Regions from separate parts of the Cricetulus griseus genome. Here region 1 is linked to region 2. A link is a contact called in public Hi-C data. All regions are on one chromosome and are shown on one strand. The core of a region is the stretch at or near the end of the contact, and the rest is flanking DNA. Distances in the headings are between cores, read along the strand shown.

Region 1 (6,174 bases), core at 1,582-4,081, 160 kb after region 2:
TGACAGCACACACAGGCTGGGCTTGCAAGCTCTGACAAGTCTAGGACAATTAATAAAGTGACTTAAGTGCATAAGGCGTTTTCCTGGGGGGTAAGGGCAACACCTGACCTCTTTGATCATAAAAAGTGGGTGAGTTTGCAAAATCAATCCAAGTGCACCTAAGGTTGCCCGGCACTCTCCTCCTCCACTCAGTGTTAAGAGATGAAAGGGCTTGCAAGACCCTTGAATTTTGCACTTTATAAAAGAGGAGCGTGAGGGTCAAGTTTACAGTGGGCAGCTGTCTCACCTATCGCCCCCATGAGCTCACAACAGAACAGGAGCATCCTGTGCAGCCCAAAGCCACATTCCAAATATCACCTTGAGGCCTCTGCCTTAAGCAGTGGTTTAAAAAAAAAATTCCTAGTGAAATTCTGCTAAGCATCCAGGGAAGGCAGGAAGGCAGGAAGCCAGCATGGGGCCTGACGCACCTCTAGGAACTCCCCGCCTTCTCCATCAATTACATTTATTTTTCCAGACTGACATTTTTTCCCCTTGTTCTCTGACCTCCACCTAGGTTCTTTCACACCTAAACTCTGGATTTTAAGAACTTCAAATGCTTTAAAAGTATCTACACATAAATGAAAGGATCTGAGGGGGGGGGCGGCCAGGAGCAATCACTTTGAAAACCAGGCCTTATCAGTCTTCAATTCGACGCCATCTGGTGTAACCCCACTGGACGCCTGAATCGGCTCTGTCAGTATCTCCCTTTCCTTCGGAAACCACATCTCAAATCTCTTGGAGTCCCAGAGAAACCTGTTGCCTGGACCTAAGATCAGCGCCCCCTCCCCTCATCCCAACCCCTGCCCCCTCCACCAGGAAGCAGGCTGTGCCTTCCTTCCACAAGCCGATCCCAATGCCACAGGCTGTGCTCTGCTGACAAAGAAAGTTCCATTTGCTCTCCGGTGGAGTTTCTCTGCAAGGTCCCTTGGCGGGAGGCTAGCCTCTCAGGGAACGGACCCCCCTCCCCCCCCCACAGTCCTGGCTTGGCAGTGTCTGAAGCTGCAATGGGACAGACTACAAAAGAAACCCCCCAAAACAGCCACGCCAGCAAACTTCTGAGCCAACTCACTAGCTGTTTAAAAGTACCCAGTTCTAGCAATAGAAGCAAAAGAAGGCGCTGTCCCTTTAAACAGGGCTGTCAATGCCCAGACCGGCACTGAAAAGGGGCAAACAACAACAACAACAAAGCAACCTACCGTCTTGGAATCTAACTCATGGTGAGGCTGACCTAATACTTTATCTACACTTGCTGGGTCTGCGAAGGTGACGAAACCGAAGCCTCTGGAAGGAGACAAAGAGGGAGAAAAACAAACAAAATGTGACACCACTGAAAGCAACAAGGAGACCCTATATGCAGACTGGGGTGCGAAAGTTGCCCCCCACGCACCCCTATCCCCACCAGCTCCCTCTATTCTCCCCTAGCCCACAGTCCTCTGCCTTGCGAGGGAAAAATACCAAGGTTAGTGGGGAAAGCGGAGGGCGGGGGGGCAGGGAGGCTAGAGGTAACTTGGAACACGCTGGTGCCTCCACTCTGATCGCCTCAGTTTCCTCTCCTCCTCTTCCCTTTCTTAAGGCTTTGTTTTATGTCGAGGGAAGCCGGGGACTAAGATATTCATTCATCTCCCAAAGAGGGGACTTCGGAGTTTGGGAGTGGGAAAAAGGCATACACTCATAAATTTAAATTAAAAAAAAAAAACTATGTGGAAAGTGGATGAAGCTGAATGTCATTTTAAACAAGAGAACAAGAAGCGACAGGAAAATGACTTCAAGCGGGAGAGATGGGCGGCTCTGAATCCAGAGTTCGGCCCTAATTAACAATAACCTTTGGGGTTGTGGAGTGGGGGGGAGCAACGTTCCTGCCCAGCCACGCGCCTGAGCCCCATTCTAAATCCGCTTAGCTACTTCCGAAGACACCTCCAAAAATAAAACTAAAACTTTGTTCTAAAATAAAGGCAGAATCCAGAAGGAAATGCGTTACCTGGAACGTTTCGTAGTGGGATCTCTCATGACCATACATTCTCTAATTTCTCCAAATTTGCTAAAATAGTCTCTAAGGCTATCTGTAGAGAGAGAAAGAGAGAGATGGGGGGGTGGGAGAAGGTGTGGAGAGGGAAAAAAGCAATGCAAATTTTGATCAAGGACAAAAAGCAAAAGTAGTTTTCTGTTGTTATTCTGTTTTGTTTTTGCAATATTTTTGCACACGCGGGGGAAATTCGGCAACAGAGGTCGCGTAGAGGGCTCGGAAAGGATTTGCTATTTAAAAAAAATAACCTTGCACAGGAGAAGTGGGGAGCCAATGGCGGGGAGGGGGGGCTCTTACACCGGGATAACAAAGAGCAATAAAGAAGCCAAGAAGGGGGGGACCCAGGCGTCCCCCCCTCCCTCCCTTACCTGGTGAGGTCTGCCAGCTCAGTCCACCGATAAACATTTTACTAGAGGGAGAAAACATAACCGAAGTGAGCACCGATGTCAGATCGGCCATTTTGACGTGTAACTTACAAAAGCTAAAAGGAAAGCTGGGGGGAAGCGGGCGAGCGCGAGCCGGGAGGTGGGCTGGGGGAGAAGGTGGCCGCCCCACGCCACCCCAAGGTGCGCGAGTGCCCCAGGGGTGCGCGCGGGGGCGCGGGGGGCGCGCGGATGCCCCGCTCCGCACCGTCGCCCGCACAGCCCCGAGCGAGCCCGAGGCGGCGCGGTGGGCAGCGGCTGGAAACTTACCCGGGGTCGTGCTGGGAGTCGTTGGCGCTGCCCCGAGGTGCCTGGGCTCCCATTTGCCTCCATAGCGGAGCCCCCCCGCCCCCCCACCCCCGACACACCGAGCCCCACAGCGAAGCGGAGCGCAGCGGCGGCCGGCTCCGAGCCCCAGATCTCCGTCCCTCCTCCCCCGCCTCCTCCCCCCGCCCGGCGCTGCGAAGCTCCGCGAGCGCCGAGCCGGGCCAGCGGCGAGAGCCCGTCACACGTGGCTCGGCTCAGCTCAGCCCCGCCGCCTCGCACACCCCCCGTCCCCGCCCCCCGGCCCATCCCCACCTCTCCCCCTCCTCCTCCCCACCCCATCTCCTCCTCCTCCTCCTCCCCCCCTCCTCCCCGCGCACGTGGGGCGGAGTTCTAGAACGTCGTGTAACCAATGCGGTGACGTCACGCACCCCGTTCGGTCCCCCGCCTGTCCGCGCGCGCACACTCGGCCCCCCGTGGCAGCGGGACCCGCCGGGGGCGGCGCGCGAGCCCCGAGACTCGAGGGGGGCCCACGTCAGCCGGGCGGGGAGCCGGGAAGTGCACCCCGAGTCGGTTCCGATCACATGGGCTGGGTGTGGGGGAGGGGGAGGCGCGGGGAGCTCAGCCCGGGCTGCTCGCCGGGCGGGGAGGCGGCAGCGCCCCGGACCCCCCTAGTTCGCGCTACCCATTCAAGTTCTCGGGCCCTTGCGCGCGATCCGGAGGTGGCACCCGCCACCCGCCCTGCCTCTGTGCCCCGGTTTCCAGACACCGCGCGGAAATTTAGGTCAAGGACGCCGGGAGCACACCCACACCCTGCGCTCCCGGGGCGGTCCCCGAGACCCCGGGAATCGGGGGGCTGCGGGATGAAGGAGACCCTCCCACACAAACACCAGCCACAAGTTTTATTTTCCCTTCGCGCGGCAAGTTCTCTGGCTCCCCCGCTCCACACCCGCACGTCCTGCACGGCTCCCCGCCCTTCCCCGGCAGAGGTACGGAGCCGTGCCCGCGAAGGTTATTTTGGAACTTTGAGAAACAGACGCGATACCAGGGGGCGAGCAAGCACCCAGACTGGGTTTGCGCGTTACTCAAACCACGATTTAAAAATATAATAAAGTGGGTTTTTAGGGGTCAAGGTCAAATGATTGGGTTTCAGAGCGAGTGTTCATGAAGAATGAGTAGTAGTAGTTTGGGGGCGTCTCGAGGGTGGCTAGGATGGGTGGTTATTTCAGAAGAAAAAATGAAACGATTATTCGTTTGCTATCTGTGTTATTTATTATGTTTAAAGTTACTCGGTCTTCCTGTGTAGAGAGTAAAAGTGCGTCAGAGTGAAATGGCCCTGGGGGGAGGTGTCTTTGAGGTAACAAAGCGTCCCCCCCCCCCCGTTTTCGGAGCCATAAGGTGCCTCATGGATCCTGGCACTCAGTAGGTGTTTAGTAAAAGCTCCCTTCCTCCCCTAGCGAAGTGTAAACTCCAAAAGGATGTTTGTAGCTTCCCAGAGGCATTGCACACTTCAGATTCCAGGCTGGCCAGATTCAGGCTGTATTCAATTTATGAGGTATTTAAAACAGTACGGATACAATTATCCTTATTGTTTTAAATTATTACAATAAACCAAGTTAATATGGCATGAGGGGCAACATAAAGTTGTGGTTCATCAAATGCCCGGATTAATGTTAAGCGTGCATTGATGCCCAATTAACACTTTTCCATTAATTTTCATAGAATTAGGAGACAATGGAATACACTCAACACCAAAACTGCGTCGTGTCCACTGTGGGTTTCGGAACATTTGGAAAATCTCAACACCAGCCAAAGCCCTGAGTGATCAGACTTTCAATCTCTCTGTCCCATAGACTGGGAAAATGCCTCTCTGACAGGATTGATGGGGTAGGGTGGAGCATTTGAAGTGGACAATGTAAAAAGTCCCCTTTTTAATTGCAAACTTACATGAATCGTGCTTATAAATTGTTACTGAATATAATTTCTACAAGGCACTTTATAAGACTTCAAACCACAAACCATACCGTTTCCCAGCACTCCAACCAAACTGATTCTCGAATAGTCTGGGGACTCACGTGTTAAAGAGCCGAATGTTATGGTAGTTGTTTATTGCAATTATTCTCAATAACAAAATACAGGCAACACAGCTAATTGGGTTGGATTTTGGATTTTCACAATGGAACCACAGGCCATCAGAACTAGAAAGGACTTTCCTTATCCAGCCCCTTCCTTGAATAAGGGAGTCCCAAAGGTTCCAGGCTGTCAGGCTGTATTCCCACCACAACCAGTTAATCCCTAAGAGGGGCTCTGGCCAAGGTCCAGTGCCCTTTGGCTCTGTCAATCCTGCATATTCGAGCTGTCCCTCACTAGGCAGAAGAGGGTAGCTGCCACCATGATGTAGACTTGCACAAATTTGTGCAGTGGTAGGCTAAGTGAAAACCTGAGGGGTGGGGCACACCTAGCGCTACAGAGGCCTAGCCAGGGGCTGATAGAGGGCTAAAGGGGAAGGCTCCATCATGCCATTGTTTTTACTTAGTTTGGTATTGTTGGGGACAGAGTCTTGCTGTGCAAGAACCCAGGCTGGCCTTGAACTCCAGAGGTCTTACTGCCACTGACCCCATCACCACCACCTTTTTTTTCCCTTTGCAAATTGTGTTGAGATCGATGGTGTGGCCCAGGCTAATGGCAAACTCCCTAGATTGCAGAGGATGGCCTTGAACATCTGATCTTTTCTACGGCTGGGATTATAGGCGTATCCCACCATGCCAGGTTTATGCAATGCTAGGGATCGAACCCAGTGCTTCAGGGTTGCTAGGAAGGAAGGCACTCTACCAATTAGCCGCATGCCGTGGTCCCCCCCCCGCCCCCCCCAGCCCAGGTAATAACATTTTGGTTACAGACCTTCCCTTGCACTATGACTCTGACCAATGAACAGATTGTATGATGCCCACCAGGATAAACATGCAGAACAATTTTATTGCCCCCCAACCCCTCTTCCTGCTGCCCTTTGCACTAGATTATTTATTTGTAAGAGATTCTGTATTTCTTCCCCAGCTCCATCCAGATCTCAGTGGGGCTGTATAACCCACTGCCTTGAGGTCCCTACCAGGCTAGACGGCAGGGACCTCTTTCCCAGCTCTGACCATTCCTACACTCTCCTGGGTTCTCTGGTCCCTGGCACCTCTCCTCTTCTACTTCTTTGCCCTCTCTGTTTCTCTACCTTCCCTTTAAATATTGGTGTGCTTCTCCAGCAGGATCCTCTCCTCCAACTACCTCCTCCCCAGATGACCTTCTGAGCAGGATGGGTTTAAATACCACCTACATGCTGGTGCCACTGCAAATCTCCAGCTCTGACCCTCACCAGAGTGGCAGGCTCTGTTCAGTGTCCTCTTCTCCATACATCTCCACTTAGCCTTCCGAAAGGTA
Region 2 (6,121 bases), core at 1,108-3,607:
GGGCATAGGCTTTACCAGAGCAAAGAGCTGATGACGGTCCAGGCCCCAACCTCACCCAGCAGGGACTCCTAGGTATCTGCCTCAGGAATGAACTCATTTTGTTACAGAAGGGAGTTTGGTCCCTATAGCCCTGCAGCAAAGCTCTGGATTCTACAAGTGGCTGGTCTAGCTGCAGCAAAGGACAAGGAGACAAATGGAGAGCATGGCAGAGTGAAGCATCATGGGATTCGAGGACATACCTCCAGGGAGTACTGGTAAACAGTGGGCACGAATTAACAAAAACTAGTTGCATGTTAATATATGCTGCCTCCTCCTTAAACGGCTTATGAACACTGTAATTTTCTTCACTAAAACACTGTCTTACAGAACCAACTCCCCTAATTACAGACACTTGTATGCATTATAATCTTCATACAATTAAACCTACTAAAAAGAATAAATGGTTAAATGCCCCCTTGCCCTGTCAGTAACCCATCCCTTCCCTAAGTAACAGAACACATGCAAACAACAACAACAACAAAACCAGACAACACATCAAAAACAGACCCAAAGGTGCTGACAAAGCACAGTTGTCTACAGACCAAAATGCGAGGAAATTGGAATTCAGGCTGACAGAGCTTTGTCACTCCAGGGGGCAGAGTCAACTTTCAACTTCAAACCCCCTGGCATCTGGCAGCTCAGCACCTGACTTCAATGCTGTAGGTGCTGAACAAAACGTCTCACATCAGGAGCAAACATCTTCCTCACACCACTCATCTCCAGGCACACACGTGATCTGCTGACCCCAAGCAGGCAGGCTCTGGGGGATCTTCTCCAAAAATTTACACAAAGACCAGAGACTGTTTGTCAGGAAGTCTGCGGTGGCCTCTCTGGAGCCAGGCAGGTTTAGCTGATAAACCTCCCTGGGACACTGCATCCTGGAGAAAACAGCCATCACGGGATCGCCATGAACAGGCCCAGACACGGGCTACTGGACCAAGAACCCCACCTCCCTTTGTTTTGAAGATTCGGCACTAAGGTGAAGGAAAGGGCTCCATGCCCTGTGGATGTAGTGAACTGAGACGGGTCCTCCTGTTTCCAGTGTTGATAGGGGTCTAGTCATCTGAACCCCTGAAAAGCTGGTGCTTGAACAGGAGAGGAAACTGAGAGTTTTGATCACAGTCACAGAGAGACAACCCCTGCTGAGCGTTTCTTTCAATCTGGGTGCCTTGAAAGGCCCTCCTCCTTCCTGCCACAGCACATTGAGTGTCAGGCTACCCAGACGCGGCCCCCAGAAACAAGCCAGGCCACCAGGCCTTTGGAAGGTAACCAGAACCTTGTTCCCTGCTCTTCTTGGGACAAAGCTGCCCTAAAAGAACCAAAGGAGCCTATCAGAAGGTCTGGCCATCTTACCACTCTGGGACAAGTGTTTCTGGGCTACATGCACCCCTCAAAGCTGGGCCTTGCACCCTTAGCTACAGCCTGGAGCAGATGACAAGGTCTGTCTCCTCAAGCTGCTGATGGCTCTGTCCAGATGTGATGGGGGGTATTAGCTGTGACTGTCAGATAAGAGAGGCCTGCCTTTGTGTCAGGAATTCCCTGAAGAATTACTGAGGACTCAGCAATACCCGTCCCTGAAAGGTCCCGGAGGTCTCCTAGACTTCAAAACACAGGGGTTTGCAGAGGGGGGAGGGGAGTGAAATCCTCACACCCCCAGGTTCTTCCATCTCTTTGCTCTGCTCCTGTCTGTCCCATGCCACACCTTCCATCCCAACTCCGTGGATACCTGCTGCAACTCCTGAAGCGGCCATCAGAGGACCTGATACAAACAAACATCTGCAGGTTCCAGGGAGAGAAAGACATCAACCCAGTTCTTCACAAGGGAAGAAGCAAACTGGCTTTTGACCCTGGGCTGGATATGCCACTCTGGGCTCTCATCAGGCCCTCTCAACAAGCCTGTGTGGTAGGAATGACACACCATCTGCCTCTGAGAAGAACGGAGTTCACAGAGGGGGCACATTTTGCCAAGGACACATAGCTATGGAGTAGTTGTGTCTAGCCTGCAGACCCAGTAAGCCTCAGGCTGTAGCATGCCTGGCTTACAGAGGTAGGACAGGCTAGTTCTGATGGCCCTACTTCATTGCTGACGTTAGGTACCGTTCCCAGGCACTGGACACACCCTGCTGCAAAGGGATGTCTTATGAGCCCTAAGTCCGAGCATCCTAGGCTTTCCCTCAGAGCAGCCTCTGACCAGGACCCAGCAGCAGCAGGAGCAGCAGCATCCCTAACCCCTCTCGAGTGTCTGGAGCACAGGGTGGCAGATGAGAAGCAGCAGTTCCGGCTGCAGCCACAGCCATGTGTGCCACTGCAGCCGCCAGGAAGTCTCATTAGTCAGCACCAGCAGCTGCTGCCCCAGAACACAAGGCCCCTACGGAGCTCTGCCGAACCAGGGAGTGGGCGGAAAGAGAAAGGAGCCAGGAGAAGCAAGGACTCTGAAACCCACAAGGGACTCAGCATGTGCCCTCTCTTCACCTAATGCTGAGGCCAGAAATAAGTCACCTGAAGCCACAAGCCCCTTCCAAACCACTCCCTCAAATCTTGCCTATGAACTTTGACGAGCTATCTAATTAGGAACGGGGCCCCAGAGTACCCTAGTCAGACAAGAGCTGGTTGCTATGCCCTGATCCTCCTTGTTTTCTATTCCCCCCCAAGGCTGGTTAAGAGTTAGCCAGGCGGGAAGTGACTCCTAGCCCCTTTGAGGCTGGCTTGAAAGAGTCTATGTCACCCTAGTATGTCTTTCCCCAGCCCTCGGGTGGAATGAGGGCAGTTTCTTATAAGCATTCTCCAGCCCTCCTGTCTCTCAGCATCAAATTTCCAGCCCTGACTGCCAGAGATATCCTAAGGCTCCATGAATGCCGGCCAGCAGGGGATGCCACTCTATACACCTGTCAGGAAGAGAGGGAGGGCTACATGGCCACAGGCCAGCTCCTTCCTCATCTCCACTCCACCCTGGGGGCCTCTCCAGGGTCTTTTCAACATCCCCTCTCGGTCTTCACCCACCTCACCTCGAACAATAGAGTGTAGGGCTGTAGATGTTTTCCAGGAGAAGAAATAACACTGAACAAAACATCCATTCCTTCTGGGGAGAGCGGGAGGGGAGATGGCTGACTGGTTGGGCTGCAGAAGCCTCTGGAAGCCAACATACTCCATACTTCACGAGGAAAGCAGCAAAATCCCCTTCAAGCTTTTAAATTGCATGGCAGTTTCTCCTTAAGGGGGTGAAGTCATTCATGCTTGAAAATCAAGAGGGTCAGCACCCTTTGAGGGTTTATCAAAATGGGCTACACAGATGTGCAACAACGTGACGTGGAACCCAACTTTTGTGTCCAAAGGCCTGGACAAGGGAATGCATGTGCTAGAGGGAGAGAGGATGCTGATCCTAGGTCCCTTCACACTACCATCCTCCTCCTGAAGTGACCACAGGGAAATTACAATAAAAGGAATCCCTGTGTGGACTGCATTTGCCTAAAAGATGTTGGTAAACATAGTGACTATTACTGTTGCCTATATGCCCACTGTATGCCGGGCCATGGACTAAGTACTCCTCATGTCCCAATTAACTACCAAAATGGCAGAGAGGTAGGGGGGCTGAGAGAAAGTGGAAAAGAAAGCATGCCTATCATAGCGGGGGGGAGGGGGTGTTCTCTCCAGGGGCTCCTCCTTCTCCTAAAGTAGGCTCCAAGAGTTCCGAGGTTCAAATAGCCATAAGGCCCGAAAGCTGAAATTCAAACACTGTTCTCAGTCACTGCAGAAGTCTTTCACCGTACTGACACTTTGATAATTCTCTAAAATCCCTGACCTCATCTCCACAGCCCAAACCAGTCAGCCCAGCTCAGGCACAGCAGCGCTGGGCTCTGGGCATCCCTTATAACTGATTGACTCCAGGAGAGGCCAGTTAGGGATGTTCAGACTTGAGCCACTGCTACTTGGAATCCTCGGAGTCAAAAATTAACATCAAAATAAGCCTTGGAGAGAGTATGCTCCCTCCTTCTCTCTGCTCAGCCATCTTGTCCCTGTGAGTCACCAACCCAGGCAAGGGAGTGGGTGGTTCTGAAAACCCATCCCCGTCAATGGAAACAAAACATAAAGGCTCTGTCCTCACATCCGTGGGTTACCAGCGTCACTGCCTCCTACGAAAGGCTGCTCGGCCTGAAAACATTATCTCCAGTGTGGTCGATGCCTGATGTTACAGGGCAGCAGCAGGGGGCAGTGTTGACAGGAAAGAAATGCCTGAGCCCTTATCCTCAGGAAAAGACCAGAGGCCAGTTCTGATTCTTTGCTCTCTGTGTTACTTTTTCCTTGAGGGTAAGAAATGGTCCAGGTCGGGTCCCTACAATGTCTCTGTAGTATTCCACAGTGTATACTGTAGCACAAACAGTGTAGTTAGGCTCTCCTGGAGAACAAGAAACTCAGGGCAAAACCAGCAGCCCACCCTCCTCACTCAAGACTACAGGTAGCCAGGACACAGCCACAGGGCACAACAGCAAGTAAACACAGCAGCTCTGCCTCAGTTTCCAGCATGCGAGCCTGCACAGGCTGCCACTCATTTAAGACCGGAAAAAGGCTGCCGAATTATAAACAGACTCACTTCTCTGAAGACCAGCTCCAAAGCAGAGGCCTCTGCTCTTTGGCAGTGGTGTGGGTCCCCCACCTACTCTTTACCTCTTTTAGCCACATGCTAGACAGAAAGCCTAGCTCTGACTCAGCCAGACTAAGTGCACATGCACATGTGTGTATACACACACACACACACACACACACACACACACACACACACACACGCACACGAAGCCCAGGGTAGGCCTATCTGACAAAGAATACCTGACTGATATTTGCGTTCACAGATACAGGGGCCAAAGAAGTCTTTAATCACATGATGGGAAAACATGTTGCTTAAGAAGAAAGGAAGCCTGAGATTGGTAGTGTTTGGTACCTGTAATCCCAGCATTTGGGAGGTAGAGACAGGAGGACCCATTCAAGGTCATTCTCAGATACACAGTGACTTGTAGGCCAGACTAGAGGCTACATGAGACCCTGTCTCAAAACATTTATTAAATAAGGGGGTGGGGTTGGGCTCATGGCTTCCTACCCCACAGAAGCACCAGCAGCTGGGCCTAGAGGGCTGACCCTTTGTTCCTTTAGCCCTTTGTTTGCACATGGATGACTATCACCACCTCTGTGGCTCATGTCTGAATGCACCCTGCCTCTCCATCCTGGTAGCCACAGTTCAAAATGATTATCCTGACTTCCAAGTCAAAACTGATCAACAGTGATTGGAGGTTGAAATACCCCCCTGACTTTGAGGAGATCCAACGGTAAGGGTGGGATCACTCACCCTGTCTACAAAGCCCCAGCAAGGAAACCTTGCGATTCTAAACCCCACACCCACAACTCAGTTTCCACAGGCACAATATTACAAAGCACTTCCAGACTGCTGGAGAGAGGCACAGGTTTTCTTCCTCCCGAGTAACATGGATGCAGCATTTACATGCTGGGGAACCCTTTACACACTGGGTGAGTCTGCAATCCTTAGTCGTTTCAACTCCCTTTCTCTGCGCACACACTGACTCTAGACTTGGGGCTATCACAGGAGAACTTAATAACTTAGGAAATGACCCTAAGTCCCCTGGGTTTCGAGTCCCTTCAATCCAAAATTCTTCTCTTGTGGCTGGCTGATAGAAAATCTTCAACCTCCATCTTGTGCTTGATAATGAATGTTACTTCCAGATAAGACTAGGAGTGGCCCAGCTCCAACACCCTACCCCTGCAGCAACCCCTGCCTCCCCCTAAAAAAAATTCAGTTTCTACCACCAGCCAAAAAGGTACTTCGGCAATGCCCCCAGAGTCAGGCAATCCCACAGTGTGACTAAGAAATGTCACAGTCCCAGGGAAGCCTAATCTTCACCCAGATCCACCAATTCCACTTGGCCTCTGGCCCAAAAGATCCACAAGCCATAGCAGCCAGCAGCCCAGACTTAACAGCACCAACAGTGCCTCCACACACCTCAAACACCTGACACTTAAAGAAGGTATCCTCATCTTCCCTGAGACTCTGAGGACTCAAGGACAGAGGGACACAATG

Evidence for each region. Hi-C and Micro-C count contacts between places; a contact is called where the count stands out from the background.
Region 1: a contact with region 2 is called in a Hi-C map of the CHO-K1 cell line, with 5 times the contacts expected there. The contact joins the promoter of Msi2 here to the enhancer-like site in region 2. A contact is called at or near these places in 4 of 8 Hi-C or Micro-C datasets (the CHL-YN cell line, the CHO-K1 cell line, fibroblasts and 1 more).

Annotation. Positions count from the first base shown.
Region 1 is chr7:101,890,290-101,896,463 of CriGri-PICRH-1.0, forward strand. It overlaps Msi2 (RNA-binding protein Musashi homolog 2), which reads right to left and starts at 2,832. Exons shown (of 15, transcript XM_035447710.1): 1 at 2,788-2,832; 2 at 2,755-2,786; 3 at 2,431-2,471; 4 at 2,018-2,099; 5 at 1,236-1,320. The coding sequence starts at 2,817.
Region 2 is chr7:101,728,409-101,734,529 of CriGri-PICRH-1.0, forward strand. All of the region lies in intron 7 of Msi2 (RNA-binding protein Musashi homolog 2), which reads right to left. Among named protein-coding and RNA genes, the nearest start is that of Msi2, 160 kb to the right of the region's middle. Within about 2 kb of position 2,358, at least 3 of the 6 cell types and tissues checked have open chromatin away from gene starts, as enhancers often do. A contact at or near this core is called in the CHO-K1 cell line, where this site is marked.